Linked DNA regions of Mus musculus: region 1 is linked to region 2. The links are chromatin contacts, called in public HiChIP or PLAC-seq maps. All regions are on one chromosome and are shown on one strand. Each heading gives the region's core, a stretch centred on a gene start, on an enhancer-like site or on the middle of the called end of the contact. The rest is flanking DNA. Distances are from core to core; before and after follow the strand shown. Region 1 holds the start of Sh3tc1 (SH3 domain and tetratricopeptide repeats 1). Region 2 holds the start of Hmx1 (H6 homeobox 1).

The links. HiChIP or PLAC-seq counts read pairs in DNA pulled down with a chosen protein or histone mark.
Region 1: an H3K4me3 HiChIP or PLAC-seq map of forebrain shows a contact between it and region 2, with 5 times the contacts expected there. The contact joins the promoter of Sh3tc1 here to the promoter of Hmx1 in region 2. A contact is called at or near these places in 3 of 39 promoter capture datasets (the HPC-7 cell line, hippocampal neurons and liver), 2 of 484 Hi-C or Micro-C datasets (the HPC-7 cell line and nephron progenitors) and 1 of 115 datasets of contacts at active chromatin or transcription factors (forebrain).

The regions. Positions count from the first base shown.
Region 1 is chr5:35,726,994-35,731,522 of GRCm38.p6, forward strand. Sh3tc1 (SH3 domain and tetratricopeptide repeats 1) reads right to left here and starts at 2,283. Exons shown (of 18, transcript NM_194344.2): 1 at 1,954-2,283.
Region 2 is chr5:35,385,918-35,390,401 of GRCm38.p6, forward strand. Hmx1 (H6 homeobox 1) reads left to right here and starts at 2,944. Exons shown (of 2, transcript NM_010445.4): 1 at 2,944-3,572. The coding sequence starts at 3,200. E130018O15Rik (RIKEN cDNA E130018O15 gene) reads right to left here and starts at 2,559. Exons shown (of 2, transcript NR_152157.1): 1 at 2,508-2,559.

The DNA of each region.
Region 1 (4,529 bases), core at 1,033-3,532, 340 kb after region 2:
TGGGGCTGGACTTAACCTGTTTCTGGAGAAATGGAAGTTCCCCGCTAAGGGAACTTACCACCTGCTCATTGAGAGCCCAAATGCTGCCACAGGGAGGAAGTAGGCACTGCCTTACTTGCATAGAGCCCCCTCCTCCTTGCACGGTCCTCCCTCCACGAGCTTGCTTGGCCGCTGGCTCCAGCAGCAGCCCAGCCCCAGGCAGTGTCCAGAAGCCTCAAAGGTACATTTGCTGAGTTCAAGCACCCCAAAGCGGCTGCCTGCAGAGTTTCTTTTCAGCCTTTGTCTTCTGCCCAGGTGGCAGAAGCATCAGGTGTCCCCATGTAAGCCACCCCAGGCTCTGACCTCCAACGCACATCTAGTTTACTGCTGGAACATGGAGACCCAGGGCCAATCTCAGTGGAGGGTGAAATGTTCTATGCCTCAGTTTACCCACCCATAAAATGAGAACAAAAACACCTCCTCGTAGGATGTTGGGAAGATCGAGCAGCTAGACAACATGCTGCTGGCTTACAGTATGGTAGGCTGGAAGGAGGAGCCTTTGTGGTTAGCCCTGCCTGTGTTCCAAAAGGTCTGGCCAGGGACCCACCAAGGTGCATCCCCAGCCTCTGCTTTTGCAGGGCTATTGAGACTTTGCCTGGAGGTGGCAGTATTCTCCAGTCACACTGACCAGGAACTTGAGAGTGGGGACTTGATTGGGAACAGGTGGTTTCAGATGAAGTTGACCTCCGTAGGGCGCGGTCCTGTTGGATGTTGGATTAGAGTGGTCCCAATTAGACTAGGTGGTTGTGCCAGATTAAAGTGATGTCTCTGCCTGGTGCCTGGGGTTTCTCCAGAGAACAAGACACACAGAAGAAGAGGACATATGACACAGAAGCAGGGGCCATTCAGGGACAAGCAGGGGCTGGAAGAAGTGGAAGAGACCCTGCCTTGGCAACTCTGGAGGCAGCACCCTTGTCTCTGACTTCTGGCTTTCAAACCCTAAGAGAACAAGTGTGTCGTAGTTTGTTATGGCAGCCATGAAACACAGTGATACCCTGAAGGCTTCTCTCAGGGAAAATGGGCTTCACGTGATTCTATGGACTAAAGAGACAGGCACTGTGCCTGACGCAAGAAGTTTCATGAAATCAACAACGTGTCATATAAAGGCGGCAGCACTGTACAGCATCTTCCTCAGTCTTGACCTTTAACCTCATCCCAGAGGGTGAGCCCTATCCCACCCCTATCACGGGTGTACAACCCAAGGTTTGGGCCAGCCAGGGTCATAGCAGCAGGGACTGTAAGTCAGGTGGTGGGAGTCTCATCCCTCAACCTGAACACAATTAACTTGGATTCTTGCCCCACCTGCAAGTGGCTATTCTTCATCCTAGGGTGAGGAAGGCAGAGAGGACAAGGAGCGAAAGGAGGCTCTGGAACCCTGGAACCCTGACGCAGCCTGCGCCTGTTGAGGTCTCCAGAGACAGTGGTCAGTGACTCTAGTCAAGCCATGCATTTCATTGGCTAGCATAAAGAAACCCAGAGTGACCTCAGAAAGGCCAGGTCACAGCCACGGGGGCGCCATGAAGCACCCATGCTAGTACAGGCGTGCTTGTCACAGCCTGGAATGAACCAAGGCTAGATAGAGTTCATCATTTGGGGCCCAGTGGCTTTTGAATTCTATGTTGCCACTCAATTCCCATGATCTGGTTGAGACCTCAAGGACACATTTGCAAAGAGTCAGTGTGAAGGCCAGGTCCGAAGTCACAATTAGCAGTCGGTCTCATCTGAGCAATCTCGGCCAGTTTAGCAGAGCCCCGGGGTGCTGAGTGCCAGTCTCCAACAGCTCACCCCAACCCGAAGCAAGCCAGAAGAAAGAGGAAGGTGGAATACTATTCTTAGATACAGTTGTGGCAAAGCCAGGCTCTCCCGATTACAGCACACTCACACAGCCCATACCCTCTGTTCATACTCCCTTACCTGTGATCAGTTCTTCAGACAGCTTCCTCCCAGGCTCAGGAATGCAGGTGCCAGGTGGCCACTACTGGCTCGGCTCCTTGCTGACTGGCCTACGGGCTGTCTCCAGCTGGCCTGGACAGGCAGAGTCCGCCCACAGCCGGCTGACTGCTCAGTACTGCCACCGCCCCCTGCTTCCTGCCCCACTTCCTCCCTGAGCCTAGGGGCCTGGAGACCCAAGGCAGGCTGAGGTGCTGCGGCAAGGACTCCAGTGGCCAGTTGATCATTAGCTCCTTGTGGACCAGAGCCAGGCCCTGTCCCTGCCTGCCCACTGCCAGCCCCGTGCTCTGTGGTAAAGGCCGGGGACACCCTTGGTGCTGAGATTGGGGAAGTCCACGGGAGGCCGGCTCTCTTGCCCTGCTAAACCCAGCCCAGCTCTCTGTTCCCTTTTCCCTTCTGCACACGTGCATACACATGCAATGCAGACATGTGGGTGGCCTTAGAGACATATACACAGACCTAGCACATATGTCTGCATGTGCACACACAAAATACACACGTTTTGCTTCTCACTCTGCCGCTGGCCTTATCTGAGCCCACTGACACCAACAGGGAGCATTCTGGGAGAAGAAAGGGTCCAGTCTCCTTCTCTGCTCACAAGTACCACAACCTTGAGCCAAGCCTGGGAGGGTTGGAGGGGACACACACTTTACCTTTCCACAGGCTGTAGCCTGACCTGAGAATGTCCCTGTGGCCCAGATTCAGGCCCGTCTCCTGTTCTTAGGCCCTTGCTGTGTCCACCGTGAAAGATGGAGCAGTTCTGCTTCCCACACTCACTAGGTGCTGTGGATACCTCCCGCCTGTCTCCATCTGTGAGGAGTTCTGGAGGTATAGGTGCATTGTGATCTCTCTCTCTCTCTTTCTCCCTCTCTCTCTCCCTCTCTCCCTCTCTCTCTCCTTCTCCCCAGAGAATGCAGGCCCCCCCAGATGCTAACCTTCCACCAGCCTTATTTTTCTGGAAGCTGTGTCAATAGAGGCCCCTGCAAGCCCACACCCATACATGGGTCTGGAGGCATTTCCTCTCCCGGCTATTGTCCCCACTGTGCGCCCAGAGCAGTATCCTGTTTGTCTCAGAAGCTGCTCTCTTGGCTCATGGCCAGGGGGATTTTCTGAGAGCCTCCCCCAATATATGCAGGGCACTCACTCCAGGGCCAACCAGCAGGGGCAAGTACATTTCTGGTCCAGGGCTCTTCAATAGGATCTTCCTAAAGACTGTAAAAAGCAGAGGCCACATGGTTCTGACTTTCCGAGGGCCACCCAAACCCCAGTCGGACTCAATTGAAATCCCTCTGGCAAGACCTGTCACTGTCCTGAGCCTCAGTTTCCCCTCTGCAAAAGACAGAGTTAGGAGGTATTCAGCTCTCATCGTTTTGACCTCTGACATGGCTGTAGTATGTTCAAATTGTCATTGCCACGATGTTAACTCTTTGGTTAGATCATGCCATAGGGCTTCGTGATAACCCAATGAAACTATCATCCAGGTGTCCCCAAAAGGCTTGATATCAAACAGACTTAGAGAGGCGTATTCCTGGGGCCCCACAACTCAGGCTGGCTCTGATACCAGGGTCCTCACTCCTTTATCCCCTCATTCTTTGCTGTCTGTATCTAGACAGAAACAAGTGGTCAGTGGTCAGTTGCTCCTCACCCTGCCCTACCTCTCCTTCCTCACGGGCTCCAGGAAAGGAAGCTGCATGGGGGCCTCTCTGACAAAGGCCAGCCTTCTGAGGCAGGTGCTCCCAGCCTGCCATTCAGGGTGCTCACAATCCAGGCCAATGAGGCCAGAGGTTCACACTGAATGAAGTCATGAGCCCAACTACTATTATGGACTATCCTTGTGGTTATAAAATGCAAGGGCAGGATGCATCTAAGACACAGGGTAGAGCCATCCCTGGGAGGCTAAGATGCTATTACACCACAACAGGAACAAAGAAAGGTTCCTGGCCTGGCTCCCTCAGTAGACTGTAGGCTTTGGGCTGGTACTCAGCATCCTTGTTATCCCCAGATATACTCTGAAACTGATTCCATCCCTCTGGATAGCATCCCCTGTGTGGCACACTCAAAAGACTCCTTGGGGACAAGTGTGACATTGGAGCATCCGCTCCAGGTCCTACCTATGGGAGAGCCCATATCCTGTCCACCAAGATCCAGCCATGGCTTGAAGCCCCAGGGTTGTGATAGCCCCCTGTACCGACTGGCACCAGGATGCGGTGACTGACCTGGGCAGTGATGGAAGGCCTCAGAGGGAAGGCCAGGAGGACAATAGAGATAGGATTTCCTCAGAGGGGAAATTCCTAGGCCAACTTTTGGAGAGAAACCAGACAACAATGGATTGTGAAGAATCTCCAAGGGGACAGATGAACTCAGAAGAAAAACAAAACAAAACAAAACAAAAAAAAAAGCACTTAAGCCAAGCGTGGTGGCTCATGCTTTTAATTCCAGTACTCAGGAGGAAGAGGCAGGTAGATCTCTGTGGGTTCAAAGCCAGCCTGGTCTACAAAGTGAGTCCAAGGCAGCCAGGGCTGGTTACACTGAGAAGCTCT
Region 2 (4,484 bases), core at 1,694-4,193:
CAATCAAAACCCAAGAGTAGGCAGACACTTGGGTCATATAGGGGGTGGTGTGAGAAGAAACAGGGTCAGGCGAGGGATGAAGGAGGCAAAATATAGTAATTTAAAAAAAACATGTAAAATAGGCATTTTGTCAAGTTTTTCCAAATGAAAGGCTTGTTGGTGAAAAGGTCTGAAGTGGTCCTGCAGCTGGCCACTCGGATCCTCTTGCCGCCCTAGATCCAATCGCGCAGATTTAGGGGACATTTGTGAAGTACAGCCTCTGGACCAGGCAGACTCTGCTAAGGCCTGGCAGGTTTCCTGACAGATCTCAGTACACAGGATAGGTGAGACAGAAACAAGGCAGCAGGATAAAGTGGGGAGAGATGCCACAGCCTGCACAGCTACTGTGTGTGAACATGGATGGGCATGGCTTGGAAGGGGACAGTCCTCCAGCCCCAGAACTCTGTGGAGGAATATAGAGGGCTCTGGCAAGGCAGCACCAGAAGTTGCTGCTTGGGTTAGTGCTTGGCAGCCTTACTTCCTCAGCCAAATTGGCCTTGAATTGGGACAAACCAGCCTATACGCTGGGCAGCATCAGTGCTAAAACTCTGGCAGCAAGGAAGGATTCAAGCAGTACCTCTCTGCTCTCCTCCGTGTAGGCTGAGCTTGGGGCCCCCAGGACCTGGGTGAGCACCCACAGGGCTAACTTGGGAGTTCCTGACACATACACACCCTGCTCCTGAGTGGTACCACCACTTGTAGTCCGTAGGATCCAGAGGCCAAGTAGTGTGGCTGTCACCCTCTTTCTAGTGCTCCCAAGCCAGTACCAGGAGATGTGGATGCCCTTTCCCCATTTCTGACCACCATCCCTTGCTGGTCTAGTACTGAGGCGCCACTCTGATGCACGGCTCCAGAGGGAGTGCTGGGTAAGACCAGGCAGGTCTCTCTCTGCCCAATGGAGTATGGGAGCAGCACTTATCCACGGTGTAAGGTGTAACCGGTGTAACCACAAGGGGCCAGGACCAAGGGCCAGGGCCCTAGGGCAGAGGGAATTACAACCCTGGTGCCTAAGAAGCCCAGCCTGGCTCCCCCATCCAGAGAGCAGAGAAATAAAATGGAAGCCACAGCACCCACCCAACAGGCTCCATTTTACAAGCAGGAAGGTACTGTTCACAAGGGGAGCCTGGAACTTGCAGAAGTTGGACGGTTCTCTCCATCACCATTTTTAGTAGGGCTCCTTTCTGGTCTGTTTCTTCATCACTTCAAAAAACAACCCCGAGCCCTGCAGTGATGCCTCATGCCTTTAATCCCAGCACTCAGGAGGCAGGGGCAAAAGGATCTCTGGGCTAACATAGATACCCTAACTCGGAAAAACGAAAAACCATATCAAAACAAAAACAAACCACCACCAACAACAAAACCAACCTGAATTGGCCGGCCCAGGGGTTGTGCCTGATTCCTACAAACAAATATCATTGCTAATTTCTCCCTCCCCGCCCCCACCTCTACCCAGGTCCCTGAGTATGTCTGAGCTGGGACACCCAGGAAGTAACAGCACTTGGGACACTCTGAGTCAAAGTTGGAGACACCCAACTTTGACTCAGAGCCCTCACCTATGAAATGTGGCTGCTTGCCAGCGATTCCTCTTGCCTTGCCCAATATGGCTCCAAAATCAAGTCCTATCGTGCACAAAACCCACTTCCCATCCAGGTTTCTAGCCAGGGTGCAGACCCCAAAGGTTCCTTAGCCTGGCGGCTCATCCATCCTTCTATATCCTCAAGAGCCACTTATAGTGGGAGGGAGGGGAAGCGCTCTCTTTTCACATTAGTTTTTCCCTTTGAAGTATAGGGTGACTCTATTTCCCTCTATTTCTCTTGTTGGGGAGATTAAACAAAGTGGGCTCCGGGCCTGCAGTTGCCTTCTCCTGGACAGTGGGACACACTTCTTTACGCACTGTCTGTGACCCGCACTGAGCAGCTAGATGGGCCTTCCGTGATAACCCGCATCCAGTGAAGCGTTCCGCTCAGTGACTAGGCTGTCCCCCTATTCCTGTTGGAAGTGGATCACAGCTCCGTTGGTCTCAGCGAAGTCTGGGTTACCCTCTGCGGCCTTGCTCCTGAAGCGGGGGAAGAAAATTCACTTTGTGCAGGGCAAGAGAGGCAGAAAGAGGAATTGTTCCTCAAGACCTGCAGTCCCGCACAGTGGCTAGGCACGAAGCTCTTACCAGCCTGAAAGAGAGTGAGAAGGCCGGGCAATGGAGGTGCCAGAGCAAATGTAATCTGTTCCTACCCAGCGTGACACCATGGGGCACCTTCGGGCTTGACTCTCTTTACACACCGAAACTGAGCCCGGGATATGAGAGCATTCCATCGCAGCGCGATGGCACCAAGAGCATATTTCGTTACGCGTAAGAGTTAAAACATGCTGCGTCTCTGCAAACTTGTTTTGGCAGAATCCCCGTTTTAAATTACACGCGAGGTCTTAAAAAAAAAGAAAAAGACTGCGGCCCAGTCGGCAATAGTCCTTACCCGCGCGCAAATACACAGTCACAGGGACTCACGCACAAACCGAGCGTTCTGCGGGTTCCGACACGCTCCCGGAGGGTGAGCAAGGCTCTCCTCGGATGCGATTGGCCAGTCTGGGCTTCACAGCGACCCTGTAGCCAATGGTCGACCTCCCAGCCGAGGCCCCGCCTTCTCCCACTCCCTGGCGCGGGTACCGGGGTGGGGGGCGCCGGAACGCATCTCGCGGGGTCGTACCCCCAGGACCACCGGGTCTCCTGCCCTGGGCCCTGCCACCACCTGCGCGCAGAGTCCGGCCGGGCAGCATCTCCGGCAATGGCTTCTCTCCGGGCTGCAGCGGGTCGTTGGGGCTGAGCCTACGAAACTCGCGCCGCCCCGCCCCCGGCACCGCCCCCTCCCCCTCCCGTGAGGCCAGCCGGGGCGGCGACCTGAACCGCTCGGAGAAACGCGAGGGAGGCTGCTGCGGGAACGGCCGTCCGCGCGCACCCGCTCCCGCCCAGCCCAGCCCGGCACAGAAGCCGACGCCCGCCTCGTGGAGCCCGACGCCCTCACTCCGGGCAGCGGCTCTCCAGGGCCAGGCCGCGCGTGCGCCAGGCGGCCGTTCGCCACTATCCAAACGGGGCCGGGAAGAGCAGCTGCGCCCCAGGCAACCAGGGACCCCCAGGATCCCAGCCTTGCCCGACGGGCCCGCGGCCGCGATGCCGGATGAGCTGACCGAGCCCGGGCGCGCCACACCAGCTCGCGCCTCCTCCTTCCTCATCGAGAACCTGCTAGCAGCCGAGGCCAAGGGCGCGGGGCGCTCAACCCAGGGCGATGGCGTCCGCGAGGAAGAGGAAGAGGACGACGACGACCCCGAGGACGAGGATCCGGAGCAGGCGCGACGACGACTACAGCGGCGGCGACAGCAGCGCGCGGGCAGCGGGCCGGGCGGGGAGGCGAGGGCCCGGGCACTGGGCCTAGGGCCCCGGCCGCCTCCTGGGCCCGGCCCGCCCTTCGCGCTCGGCTGCGGAGGTACAACGCGGTGGTACCCACGGGTGCACGGCGGCTACGGAGGTGGTCTAAGTCCTGACAGTGAGTGAGGTTGCGGGGAAGGGGTGGGCAATGGTCAGGGCTCTGCTCCCTCCCTATGCATTCTTTTGGTGACTTCGGGCTTAGTGAGCTCCTAGTCTTCCTGTGTACTGGGGCCTGGGTGGTATGAGATCCCCTTGGATGGGCAATTGTTGGAGACTGGGGATGGCACTGCATGTAGGAAGCTGCTAAGGCTAGGATCAGGCCCAAGAACACAAAATTCGGAGAGGAGAGTGAAATAGGCCTCGGAAAGATGAGAAGGGGAAAGAGTGTGTTTGGAGAAACATCGAAGGTGAAAGGGAAGTGAAGGAAGAGGAAAGGTGGCAGAGGAGGGGAGGCCGCGGGGGTCAAGCACTAAAATAAAAGGGGCAGAGCTGAGAGACCACAGCTATGGAGGCTGGATGGGAGGCCTTCTTCTATAGCAATTGCAACCCCAAAGTATCCTTTGCCCTCCCTGCTGCGCAGTAAGACCATGGGCTGGGCCTGAGCCTGCGTTGGGTCTTCTCAGGCCCAAAGGCTGAGGCTGGTAGGAGCCCACTCTGAAGGGTCCATCCCACCCCTCTCTTCTTTTCTTGCCCCTCCCCCTCTTTGGCCTTTGTTTCCTGCAGAGGGCTCAGAGAATGGGGGTGGGGGCTTCTCAGTCCCAGAACCCACTTACCCCTCTGGCCTGGACATCCTGACTCTGACTGCCTGTCTCCAGAGGGTCCAGACCTCAACCTCTCTTAGGACCTGCTCATTAGAGAGCAACCCTTGAGACTAGAAGGGTATTTCAACCTTCCTCACCCCAGCCCCTTGAGCCAGCCGGGTCCCTAAACACACAGACTTATATATAACTAAAGGGTGCCCACCCAGGCTCTGTGTATAAGCTTTGGGGTAGGAGGTGGCCTGGGGCCCGTTCTTTTCTATTAGGTACTC